Linked DNA regions of Canis lupus: region 2 is linked to region 1. A link is a contact called in public Hi-C data. All regions are on one chromosome and are shown on one strand. The core of a region is the stretch at or near the end of the contact, and the rest is flanking DNA. Distances in the headings are between cores, read along the strand shown. Region 1 overlaps LOC111091601 (a long non-coding RNA gene). Region 2 overlaps LOC119865018 (cGMP-inhibited 3',5'-cyclic phosphodiesterase B).

Region 1 (5,869 bases), core at 3,251-5,750:
TACTCTTTAATCCCTATCACCTAATTTACCCAGCTCCCCTACTCCCCTGCCCTTTGGTAACCATCAGTTTGTTCTCTATAGTTAAGAGTCTATTTCTTGGTTGGCTGGCTCAGTTGGTAGAACATGCAACTCTTGATCTTGGGGTTGTGAGTTCAAGTACAATGTTGGGTATAAGGCTTAGTTATTTAAAAAAAAAAAGAGTCTAGGGGTACCTGGGTGGCTCAGTCAGTTAAGTGTCTGCCTTTGGCTCAGGTCATGATCCTGGGGTCCTCAGATTGAGCCTCTAGTTGGGCTCCCTGCTCAATGAGGAGTCTGCTTCTCCCTCTCCCTCTGCCCCTCTCTCACTCATTCTCTCTCTCTCGCTTGCTCACTCTCTCAAATAAATAAAATCTTTTTAAAAGTCTAAGTTTGTCTCTTTGCTCATTTGTTTTTTAAATTCTACTTATGAGTGAAATTATATATATTTATCTTTTACTGACTGACTTATTTTGCTTAGTATTATACTCTTTAGCTCCATTCACATTGTTGCAAATGGTAATATCTCATTCTTTTTGATGGTTGAGTAATATTCCACTGTATATCTATACCACATCTTCATTCATTCATCAGTCAATGGACACTTGGGTCCAATGGAACTGGGTTTCCATGGTTTGGCTATTGTAAATAATACAGCAATAAACATAGGAGTGAATGTATCCCTTTGAATTCATGTTTTTGTATTTTTTGGATAAATACCCAGTACTGCAATTTTTTGCTGTATTATAGGGTAGTTCTGTATTTAATGTTTTGAGGAACTTCCAAACTGTCTTCTACAGTGGCTGCACCAGTTTGCATTCCCACCAGCAGTGTACAAGTTTCCTTTTTTTTCCACATCCTCACCAACAGTTGTTATTTCTTGTGTTTTTGATTTTAGCCTTTCTGACAAGTGTGAGGTGATAATCTCTTTGTGGTTTTGATTTGCATTTCCCTGATGATGAGTGATATTGAGCATCTTTTCATATGTCTGTTGGCCATCTGTAGGTCTTCTTTGGAGAAATAAGTTATTTTTATTTAGCTGCCAAGATCTATGAAACACAATAAGAGACTCCTTTAAAACTTTGGCATTCAGTATGGCTGACTTTTATAAAAGTAAACACGTGGTTTGTAAAGTTTGAAATAAGGATGTCCTTCTTAAACAGTTTTGAATAATCATTTGGTCTGGAAATTATTTCATCCTTTATAGGACGATATCTTATGATTTTCAAAATAAATGACCCCTTATTGTCCTAGCAAAATAAAATCCATTTTGATCTTGTTTTTATAGAAATCCACCCCGAGATTATTTGGGAAACCACTTTCTGTATTAAAAACAGACATTTCTTCCTTTAATAAGCCAAAGCCAGCATTTTTTAGTGTCAGGGTGACTTCAGCATTTCTTTTCCTTTGGCCTATTGCTGAGGTGGCAAGGGTAACCATTGAGAAACAAAAAAGCAAGACATTTTATTTGTTTTTTTTTTAAAGATTATTTATTTATTTATTCACGAGAGACACACAGAGAGAGAGGCAGAGACACAGGCAGAGGGAGAAGCAGGCTCCATGCAGGGAGCCCGACGTGGGACTCTATCCTGGGACTCTAGGATCACCCCCTGGGCTGGAAGGCAGACGCTTAACCACTGAATCACCTAAGCATCCCAGCAAGACATTTTATGATGGAAAGAGCATTCTTATAAATAAGCCAAAGTTTTTCATTTGTTATATTTATTTTTCTTCCTTCATGACAAGAGACAAAAAAATTCAATCCCTAATCTACCAGTAGGCAAATAATTCTTTAAATATTGGTCATGAAAAAAAAAATATATTGGTCATAAAAGTAACATGGCCTTCACCTGGGTGGCTCCATTGGTTAAGCACCTGCCTTCAACTCAGGTTGTGATCCCAGGGCCCTGGGATCGAGCCCTGTATCGGGCTCCCTGCTCAGTGGGAAGTCTGCTTCTCCCTCTGCCTCTTCCTCTGCTCATGTTCTCTCTCTTTCTTTCATTCATGCTTTCTCTCTCTCTCGCAAATAAATAAAATCTTTAAAAAAAAAAAAAAAAGTAACTTGCCCTTTAAAACCAATGTTTTTTAGGGGTCCCTGGGTGGCTCAGATCATGATCTCAAGGTCCTGGGATTAAGCCAGGGAGTCTGCTTGTTCCTCTGCCCTCCCCCCCCCTTCTCTCTCTTTCTAATCAATAAAGTCTTAAAACAAAAACAAAAACCCATGTTTTCTAGAATTGAAGTCCAAAGTTAGTGTGCAATTCCCTTCTCCACTGCTAGGTGGCAATTAATGCCTTGGAGAGAAAAAAAGTGCACCCACCCCCCTTCCGGCCCAGAAAGATACGTGCATTTTCTCTTCCTTAAGGTAAGAATTCTCTTAAGGATAATATTCTCTTTCCTGTTTTGTTTTGTCCAAGTGAATTTACATTCACCTTTTCCTTTAATTGTTAAGAATAACACATACAAATCTAAAGCTGACTACTATAGCTAGGGAAAAATAGATCATATCTTTTAAATTAAAGAGGGTGGTTTCCAAAAAGAGTGTATGTTCATGAGTGATATAGAGTAGGAAGTTGCTATAATTTCCCTGCAGCATTTTTTTTCTGTTTTCAATTTTACTAAAGAAAATTTCCTGTGAAAGGAATTATAACTGGCCCATGCCAGCTTTATGCCAAACGTAATATAATTAAATACAAAACAAAAATGAAGAAAGGAAGTAATTTTAAAGACCTAAAAGCAATTCCAGTGGGGTAAAGCTGCTTTTTCAGGTGAACTATAGGAAAAACAATAAAATAAGTCTTTATGGGAGTCACAGACTGGGAGACTATAAAAAAACAATTTTTCTTCAGACAACCTATTCAGATTTATCTATTCCTAGCAAAATTGTTTAAAGACTACACATCGTTTCTGTGTATTTATAAATCTAGGAGTCTGGTCTACATTCTTTAAAAATATGCTTACTCATGTACAATGTTTTTGTGACTTTCGTTACCAAAGACTATATGTAATGGGTGTTTGCTACATAAAATTCAAAATATCAAATCCCTACTCAAAGAAGACTCTCAGTTTGGGTCTTAAACCAAAAAGACTCTCCCCAGGCTGAACTTAATGAAGCCTAACACCAAAAAGAAAAGCTGCTTCTGGCATTCTAGGCCTTCCCTGCATCCAGATGGCCTGTCTGTAGCCTAGCCAGAACCAAACCCTTCCTGCTGCCTTTTCTGCTGGCCTTGGATGACAGCCCCAGGCTACACCAGCTTCCATACCCTTTTAACTCTTCAGTGTCCAAGGTTTTTAAGGGATGGGACTTACGGTGTGAATTGTTTGAAAGAATATATCAAATTTTAAGCTTAAAGTTTAGTTTATAAAATATTTATCCACATCACCTTCTCCCCCTTCCCCTCCCATAGGCCTTCCTCCCAGAGTAGCTCAGTCAGCCAATTGGCATCAGAAGGGCACCGTTTGGAAGGGAGTGTGTGTGGGCAGCTTGCAGGTGAGGACACGGCTGCCAAGGCAGACCATGCGGTTTGTCCTGTGCCTACACCCAATACCTGACTTGTGCCTTTCCAGAGCATTTGTATACACACAGCAGTTCTGCTGTTCAGGGTGTGGGTAACTTTAAAAAGTACTTTTAAAATAACCCGTTGACAAGACTTACGTTTAGCAAACAAGAATGCAAATATGGGAGATATAAAATGACCATGCGTGAACTTCTCTGAAGTAGTTGTGCCAGAAAAACAAATCTACTCTATGTTTTCAAAGGACCCTTGGAAATCTTACTAGTGGCAGCCATTGTTTTCATCATGGGTTTTCAAAGGTTTGTTTATATATGGGAATTTAACCAGAAGGTAATACACAAAGCAAACTTTACACTTGAAGGCAGTATTTCCCAATGGTTTTGCTTTTCTCCACATGGAGAGATGGTATTAACTGATTGGTAAGGGTGCTTCTAAGTTGGCCAGAGTGGGTATTTTTGCAAGAAAGCCTATGACTCTATCACTTTCCTTCTTATTTTTGAATCTCATTTCTTAGTTCTGTACTCACTATTATTTTATTATTATTATTATTATTATTATGCCCATTGGCAAGCTATTTCACTTTATGCAGAGTTGATTAGAGACCTGGGAAATCTAGGCCAACATAAAGTCCTGGTTTCCAGGCTAGACTACATGAACAAAGGGGGAAAAAAGGCAAAATTGCTCGCCTTCACAAAGCTCTTAAAACAAAACCAAAAAGGTTTTATTCAAAGGAACCTAGAACCGTAGAGAATGGAGTTTAAAAACAGGAACCCATGGAAGGAAGAATGAAAGGATAAAAAACTATGACAGCCCTGAGATGAAACGGAAGGATTTAAAAGAGTGAATACAAATATGTCTTGTGTACCTATTGATTTTCAGTGGTTAGCCTGGAGTGGTGGGTGTCTACTCCAAGCAATAGAACCTCTCTCAACAGCTGACGTAAAAGAGGTGCTCTGGCACCACTTCCCATTCGTGGCTTCAGAACTGAAACACTACCCTTGACCTTCTCCACCCACCTCACTGTGTTCAGGTCTTCACTCACCTGATCTCAGCTTCACCACTTACTTCTCTGCATTTGCCTGGCCCACAAATACACAAGGTTGTCTTCAGTGCCATGACCTGGTCTCCTTGCAAACAGGATGAGGAAAATTGGGACTCTCCATCCAGCCCTGTTGTCTCAGGCCACATTTGGTAACATTCTTCCCTGTTGGACCCAGGCCTCAGGATTATTCCTTCCATGAAAAAGTAAACCAGGCAGGCATTTAGAAAACATCATGTCCTCAGGAGAGCTCGGTTATCACTTACAGTTCAAAACACATTTCCAGAATATAGGCTGAGATCACCTACACGCATAAAGAGCAAAAGGCCCATTATTTCGGACATAAATGTCTTTTTCAGTTTTACACGTGTTACCTTACTAACAACTGATACCTGATGCATTATAATCGGATTTTCACAGAATGATAAAATAGTACTCCCCCTCTCCCCCCGGAAGTAAATGTTTGAAAAAAAAAATTTGTGAAAGCAAAAAAGGGAACTAACAAATCTAGGTAGACATCAATTTTCCTTCTTAGAAAACCTGAAGAAAAAAACAAATTAAAGTGGAAGATGGTTTTATAATAAGTCATCTAATATTGGTTTCATGCTCTTTTTCTTTGAAGTGCTTTTTACTTCTGTGAAAAGAATTTGACTTCCCTTTCATTTTGAGGAGAGGGGCAAAAACTTGGGAGTATAATGCCCGTGTTCCAGTATACAAAGAAAATAGCTGGCCTAGAAATGTTATGAATTTATGAAAAACAATAGCTTTCTTTCCTAACTAAATGATTGCATTTTTCTTTACTTTTCCCTATCACCATGAGAGTATCTATGTATATATGTATGTATGTATGTATGTATGTATGTAGGCGTCCTTGCATAAAACCCTTTGACCAAATTTCACAACTCTAGTCCTATACTCATAAGAAGTCTTTATTTAGTTTCAGTCTTTCCAAATAAGCCTGCAAGTTCCTGACAGAGCAAATAGCAGTTTGGTCCTTTCTGTCCTCTGTCCCTTGAACCCCTGCTGCAACCTGGCTCAGTCTGCTCACCTTAAAAAGGTGAAAGTAGACCCTATTTCTACAGAGTATTTTTGTTTTGATGCAGGGCGGCAGGGAGCCTTGGAGAGCTCCAGGCAGGCCCAGGAAGGAGATAGATTGGCCCCCGTCCAGTTCAGCTGGCTCACAAGAAGTTCAGCTTCCTTGTCCTCTCACAGACAGTCCCTTCCGCGCTGACCTTTGACTAGCTGGCGGGGCTTCAGGCCCTGACCCTGCTGCCTCTCTGCCTGCACTCTTCCTCTTCCCCAC
Region 2 (6,416 bases), core at 70-2,569, 200 kb after region 1:
GTATCCTGTGACTTTTCTCATTCAATCTTATGTTTCTGGGATTTATTTATATGGTATGTAGCTGTACTTCATTTATTTTCACCATTGTATTCCATAATATGAATATACTCAAATTTCCCCATTTTGTTTTGGATAGACATTTGGGTTATATCTAGTTTTCTTGCTACCCCGAACAGTGCAGTTATGTGCACTTAGTTCGACTATATAGCAAATTCAAGTTTTGGAAAGGTTTTTCTCCTAATTTGTTGGTTGTGAATTGATGCTTTTATAAAATACACTAGAAATATTTCAGCAACCTGTTTCTAAACATGTACTCTTAATTTCTTTATCTTACTTGGAGCACACTTCGAATAGCATTGCTTTTAGATATACCTAGCTGCAGAATTCCTGGATCATATGTCTTCTAGTACCTATGCAAAAATTTTGTTTTCTCAAAATCACTAATATGCTTGTTGTTCAGATTAAATGGAAGACAGTCTTCTAGCAGTTTGTGACTTTCACTGTGCCTCTTCTCAGCCCCTAACATGCAGGGGATCTCAGACAAAGACCTCCAAGGTCTGTTAGAATAGGGTGTACATTAGCTCTCCTGTTACAGCAGCAGCTTCTGAGTCGGCATCCTCGACAGTTTCCCTCAGAATATAAGCTAATGTTGCTTTGATAAGCAAGAAACCAGACTCCTTTATAGCATTTTTTTCTCAACCTTAATTTCATTATCATTCCCCTAAGGAGCTGTTTTAGACATTTTTTTTTCTCTAATTGTCCCTCCCCTTCAATGAAATTTCAATACTGTAGATTGACGGTCTGTCTATTTATGTTATGTGGCATTTGGAGGGCTACAACCATTTTATTATTTTTAAGATTTTTTTTTGGTGTGTGTGTGTGTGTGTGTCTCCTAAGAACCAATTTTTACCTGCTGGGGAGTGATAGGGCTACCATTAAGGATGCATGATATGAATACAGATATGGTTCTGGCATTAGAGTACAAGCATTTAAAAAGATATATTTATTTAATTGTCATGTAGGTGAATGAAGTGGGGAACAAGGAAGACTCAATGTTAAGAAACTGTCCTAATGAAAATGTGCTTGATTTAGCAAAAGATCAGCTTCTACTTAGATTCATGATTTGGGAAAGTAAGGAATCGGCATTTGTCACTGTTTGATTTTGGCAAACTTTGTAGGAGAAACGTAGAAGTATGTTTTGGAGGACAGTACAGTTAGGAAAGTTTGTAGATTTAGAATGCAAATTAGTGAATTGATGCCTATCTCCTAGGTAATTTTTGGTGACACATCATGTGGCTCTGACTTCACGCCTGTCTATTCTGTGCTTCTATTGGTGTACTTAAGAAAAACTCAGATTTGCAGATGATGAGAGGAATGGTGGAGAGTTGACATCCTCAATCTCAAAAGAAAAATTTGACAGGCTAAATTAAGGACAGAAGTAAAGTATTGCAGTTGAGTCTAAAATACCAATTGTGGGGATGCCTGGGTGGCTCAGTGGTGGAGCATCTGCCTTTGGCTCAGGTCATGATCCCGGGGTCCTGGGATAGACCTTGTTGGGCTCCCTGCTCAGCACGGAGTCTGCTTCTTCTCCCTCTCCCTCTGCCCCTCCTCCTGCTTGTGTTTGTGTGCACGTGTATGTGCTTGCTGGTAAGCATGAGCTCTTTCTCTGTCTCTCTCAAATAAATAAACGCTTTAAAAAAATACCAAGTGTGTAAGAATAACATGGACAAAGTGGAGCATAGCAATGCCAAGTATAAAAGAAACAAGGGGATTTAGGTCAAGTTACTCTTTTTAAAAAATATTTATTTATTTATTTTAGAGAAGTAGACAGAATGGGACAGGGAGAAGCAGAGGGAGAGGGACAAGCAGACCCGGGTTGAGCGTGGAGTCTGTTCGCGGTGCTCAATCCCAGAGCCCTACCATCATGACCAGAGCCAAATCAAGAGTTGGCTGCTTTTAACCCACTGAGCCACCCAGACACCCCAAGTTACATTACTCTTAATGTGAGTGTTCTGAGAGAGTAATTAACATCTTAAACCTCATTAATTAATGTGTCTAGAATCTAGAATGTGTTCTGGTCAAATCACAACCTGAAATAATTATGTCAGGATTACACTTAGGGCCATATAAAATACTGCATAAATTTAATGAGTCTACTAATATTCATGAAGTACTTTGCATATAGTTACATACAACAGCTCTTCTGTGGGTACTGAAGTTTTTTTGTTGTTGTTGTTGTTGTTGTTTTTTTGTACTGAAGTTTTATTTTTTATTTTTTATTTTTTTTATTTTTTTTTTGTACTGAAGTTTTAGATGTGGTTATAGTATTGTATGTCTGGATTTTCTTTGGGAAGAAATAGATTTCTTTTCACTGGCAAGAAATGACCCTCTGCAAGGATGTTGAGAAGGATATGGTGATAATGACAACTGATAATTTTTTGAGTGATTAGGGTTTGGGTATATTACCTAAAATAGGGGTCAACGAGCTATATAGCCTACTGACCAAATTCAGCCAGCATCCTGTTTTTGTATGGCTCTCCAGCTAAGAATGTTTTTGCATTTTAAAGCATTGTAAAACAAACAAAATAAGATTATGTCACAGTGACCTTAGGTGGCTTGCAAAGCCTAAAATATTTACTATCTGTCCCTCTACAGAAAAAAAAACAACAACAATATGCCAACTCCTGATAAAATATTAGGCCGGTGATAGAGTGGATAACACTTTAAGATCTTTTGCATCCAGGAGACAGACGACAAAGGATGAAAAACAGCAGAGTTCACCATATGGGTGCGCCTGGCTGGCTTGGTCAGTAGAGCACGTGACTCCTAATTATGGGGTTGTGAGTTGGAGCCCCTGTTGGGGGTAGAATTTACTTGAAAAAAAATATTCAGCATATAGAAATCAGGTGGTTATATTACAAATTAACTAGGTTTAAATTCGAGCCTAAGGTTCAAAGCTATATAGAAAATTGCCATTATAATCAATTTATTTTGGCAAATGGAGACCAATTAAGTAAACTTAAGAGAAATTTAGGATTAATTATAGGTAGTAGTTATAGCTTGCTAAATTAAAGCTAATGTTTTCTTCTAGAGCATGGTGACTATGAGAAGGGGAAGCAGCCAGAAAGCTTTCTGGGAAGAAAACAGAGAGGAAAATACTAGTCTGGGACTAAGAAGTTATCATTGGTAGCCTATAAAGAAGACAAATAGGAAAACCATCCTAATTATCTGCATATCAAAAGGGTTGAATGTTGCTTTTTAAAATCCATTACTTTATACTTAATCTAACCCAAAGGACAGGCTTTTTAAACTGCTTTTGACAGAAGTGCCTTATTAGTAAGGAAATAGCACCACCCATTGACACTGCTTTAGAATGTTGAGTGATGATCCTTTGAAGATGATGAGGGGAGGGAGAGTGTCTGATGATTTGTAATTTTTCTTGTATTTTTGGTAACTGGGTGTTATTCTGATTTGTATTTTCCTTATTGTGGTAATGGGTATTTTGAAGGTTAATATAGCTTATTAGAGTGACCTTATTCTATTTTTTTGATTTCTCAATCAGAGTGCATAATTTATGGAATATTCTGTCTAGAGATAATTTTTATTCTCACTTTCCCAATTACTCTCCCAAACTGTAAGCTAGGTATAATTGAAGATGTTCCATTTTGTCTTTACATATATTTGTTTATTTCTGGTTTGTAACGAAGTGGTTTTTTGTCTTTTTCTTTTTCCCCAGATGATTCTTTGGGATTGGGACTTAAAGCAATGGTATAAACCTCATTATCAGGTAAATATAAGTAAATATTACTAATAATATCTGTAATGAAACTTTTTAATTGAAGTATAGTTGACACATAATGTTTCTGATATACTGTAATGAAACTTCTGACATCTATTTTTTTAAGATTTTATTTATTTATTTATTTATTTATTATTTATTTATTTGAGAGAGCACGAGAGGAAATGGGGGAGGGACAGAAGGAGAGGGAGAAGCAGGTTCCCTGATGAGCGGGGAACCCGAGGACCCTGGGATTGTGACCTGAGCCACCCAGGTACCCTGAAACTTTAGACATTTTTAAAAAGTTAGATTTGTAAGATTTCTATGCTATGAGATTTTTTTAACTGAACTAATTTAAAATAAACAACTTTCATTTAGATAATTTTTTTAAAAAGACATTTTTAATCATGAGGGAAGGAAAGGGAAATGATAAATCATACTTGTATAAGTTATTTTTAAAATATTAATATAATTGGAGCTCAGAATAAACTAATAATTCTATATTAAGGTTGAGATTTTTTTTTTTCTGATTGTGGGCAATTCATTCAGACAGGGAAAAAAGTAGATTAAAAGCCATATATGAGAAAAAGCAAAACAATTGGCAGAATATTTTATTAGGGAAGCCAAAACACTCTACTTAGAGTTTTTGGCTTTTTTTTTTTTTTTTTTAAGTTTTGGGTAAATTTTTAATTAAATTATACATACAGAAAAGTGCACAGCTTGATAAATTTTCACAAACTAAATGTCCCATGTAACTAGAACCTGTATCAAGAAATAGAACTTTACTAGCATTCCAGAAGCCTCACTTATGTACCATTCTGGTTATTGACTGTATCCCCATGGATAATGTCTGTCCTGACTTTCTAACAATTAGTTTGGCTTATTTATGAACTTTATATATATAAATGAAATCATATAATATGTACTTTTAAACTTTTTTGATCACTTAAGTAATATATATTCATATCAAAAGAACTGAAAATAGAAGTATAGGAGAAAAAAGAAAACCCATTCCTAAATATCAAGCAATAACTATGTTAATTATGTTAACTTATGATATATATCTTTACAGATATTTTCCCATTTTCCTATTGTATTGAAATGTGTGTGTATTCGATTCTACAAAAAATATGTTATTATAATTATATATTATAATTATAAATGTAAATTATATGTAAACATACAGAATAACAAATATTAATAAATATATAAAAATAAATTAATTTAATTATGTTATAATATGCTGTTTTAAAACCTGGTGGTTTTTATACTGATAGATAAACATTAATATTAAATCTCTGTCTTTTGTATTCAAAGAAACATTACCTCTGTTTATTAGATTTATTTAGTTGTTTCTATCACCATTTTTGAGAAACTCCTTTGAATGAGATCTATTTATTTATTTTTAATATTTATTTATTTATTGATGAGAGACACAGGCAGAGATATAGGCAGAGGGGGAAGCAGGCTCCCTCTGGGGAGCCCAATGTAGGACTTGATGCCGGGACCCCAAGATCATGGCCTGAGTAAATGCAGACACTCAACCACTGAGCCACCCAGGCATCCCTGAATGGGTTTTATTTTTAAGGTGTGAATGGAAGAGCCACAACAGCCCAGAAGAACAAAATATTCTCTGGGTTTTGGTGAACAAAAAGCATACCTATTGCAATCAGGTGAAATCAAGAAAGCCACTTCTGACCTAAAAAAGGCTGATTCTTTGACCCACACAAGGGCTTCCTTACCAGTCATACTCACCAAGGTCCTCAGTTTCCAATTAAAAGAGTATTTAAACTACCAGTAAAATCTAAAAATACATAAGCAGTAATGGTGAAGAGCATAGGCTTGTAGTCAAGCACACTGATATGTGATATCAGGCACCTTTCTCCCTTTTTCCTTTCTCTCTTCCCTCACCACCTCTTTTCTTTTAAGATTTATGTATTTATTTGATGGAGAGGGAGGGAGAAAGAGCTAGAGCTTGTGCCTGCCCGCCTGGGGTCAGGGAAGGACAGAGGAAGATGGAAAGAGAAACTCAAAGAGAGACTCCTTGCTTAGCAGAGTCTACCCCAGGGCTTGACCCTACAACCCCAAGATCATAACATGAGCCAAACCAAGAGTGGGAAGCTCAACGGACTACATCACTCAGATGCTCCTCCTCTTTTCTTTCTAATGATCCCTTTACAAAAATTTTAATATACACTCATACATAAAAATGCACAAATTGTAAGTGTACAACTTGATGAATTTTCTCAAAGTGATTATATTCATGTGACCATCTTTCAGAAGAAGAATTCAGCTCCCCCAAAGCCTCTCTTATGCTCCCCTCCTGGTCATCAACTTCTCCCAAGCATTATTTCGGTACTGATTTCTGTCATTACAACTTAGTTTTTCCTGTCTGTGGATTTTATATAAATGGAATTAATGATATATATTTTCTATTTTGATTCTTTCTTTCAAAATTTTATTTATAAGATTAATATTATTGTTATTGCCCATAGTAATTCATTCATTTTCATTGCATTTAGTATTTCATTGAATGAATATACTCTCAATGTTTTCATTTACTCAATAATAGATGGACATTTTTTTCTTTTCAGCTTTTTGTGTGTCAGGAAGCAAGAATTCCTATCCCCTCAAAGGT

What was found. A called contact is a pair of places that touch in the nucleus more often than the background predicts.
Region 2: a contact with region 1 is called in a Hi-C map of blood, with 3 times the contacts expected there. The contact joins two enhancer-like sites. A contact is called at or near these places in 3 of 9 Hi-C or Micro-C datasets (amygdala and blood).

The regions. Positions count from the first base shown.
Region 1 is chr21:37,860,166-37,866,034 of UU_Cfam_GSD_1.0, forward strand. It overlaps LOC111091601 (a long non-coding RNA gene), which reads left to right. Exons shown (of 7, transcript XR_005375776.1): 4 at 2,293-2,377. Among named protein-coding and RNA genes, the nearest start is that of PSMA1, 14 kb to the left of the region's middle. Within about 2 kb of position 4,501, at least 5 of the 20 cell types and tissues checked have an H3K27ac peak or open chromatin away from gene starts, as enhancers often do. A contact at or near this core is called in blood, where this site is marked.
Region 2 is chr21:38,062,897-38,069,312 of UU_Cfam_GSD_1.0, forward strand. LOC119865018 (cGMP-inhibited 3',5'-cyclic phosphodiesterase B) reads left to right here. Exons shown (of 17, transcript XM_038569119.1): 3 at 3,737-3,787. Among named protein-coding and RNA genes, the nearest start is that of CALCB, 200 kb to the right of the region's middle. Within about 2 kb of position 1,320, at least 2 of the 20 cell types and tissues checked have an H3K27ac peak or open chromatin away from gene starts, as enhancers often do. A contact at or near this core is called in blood, where this site is marked.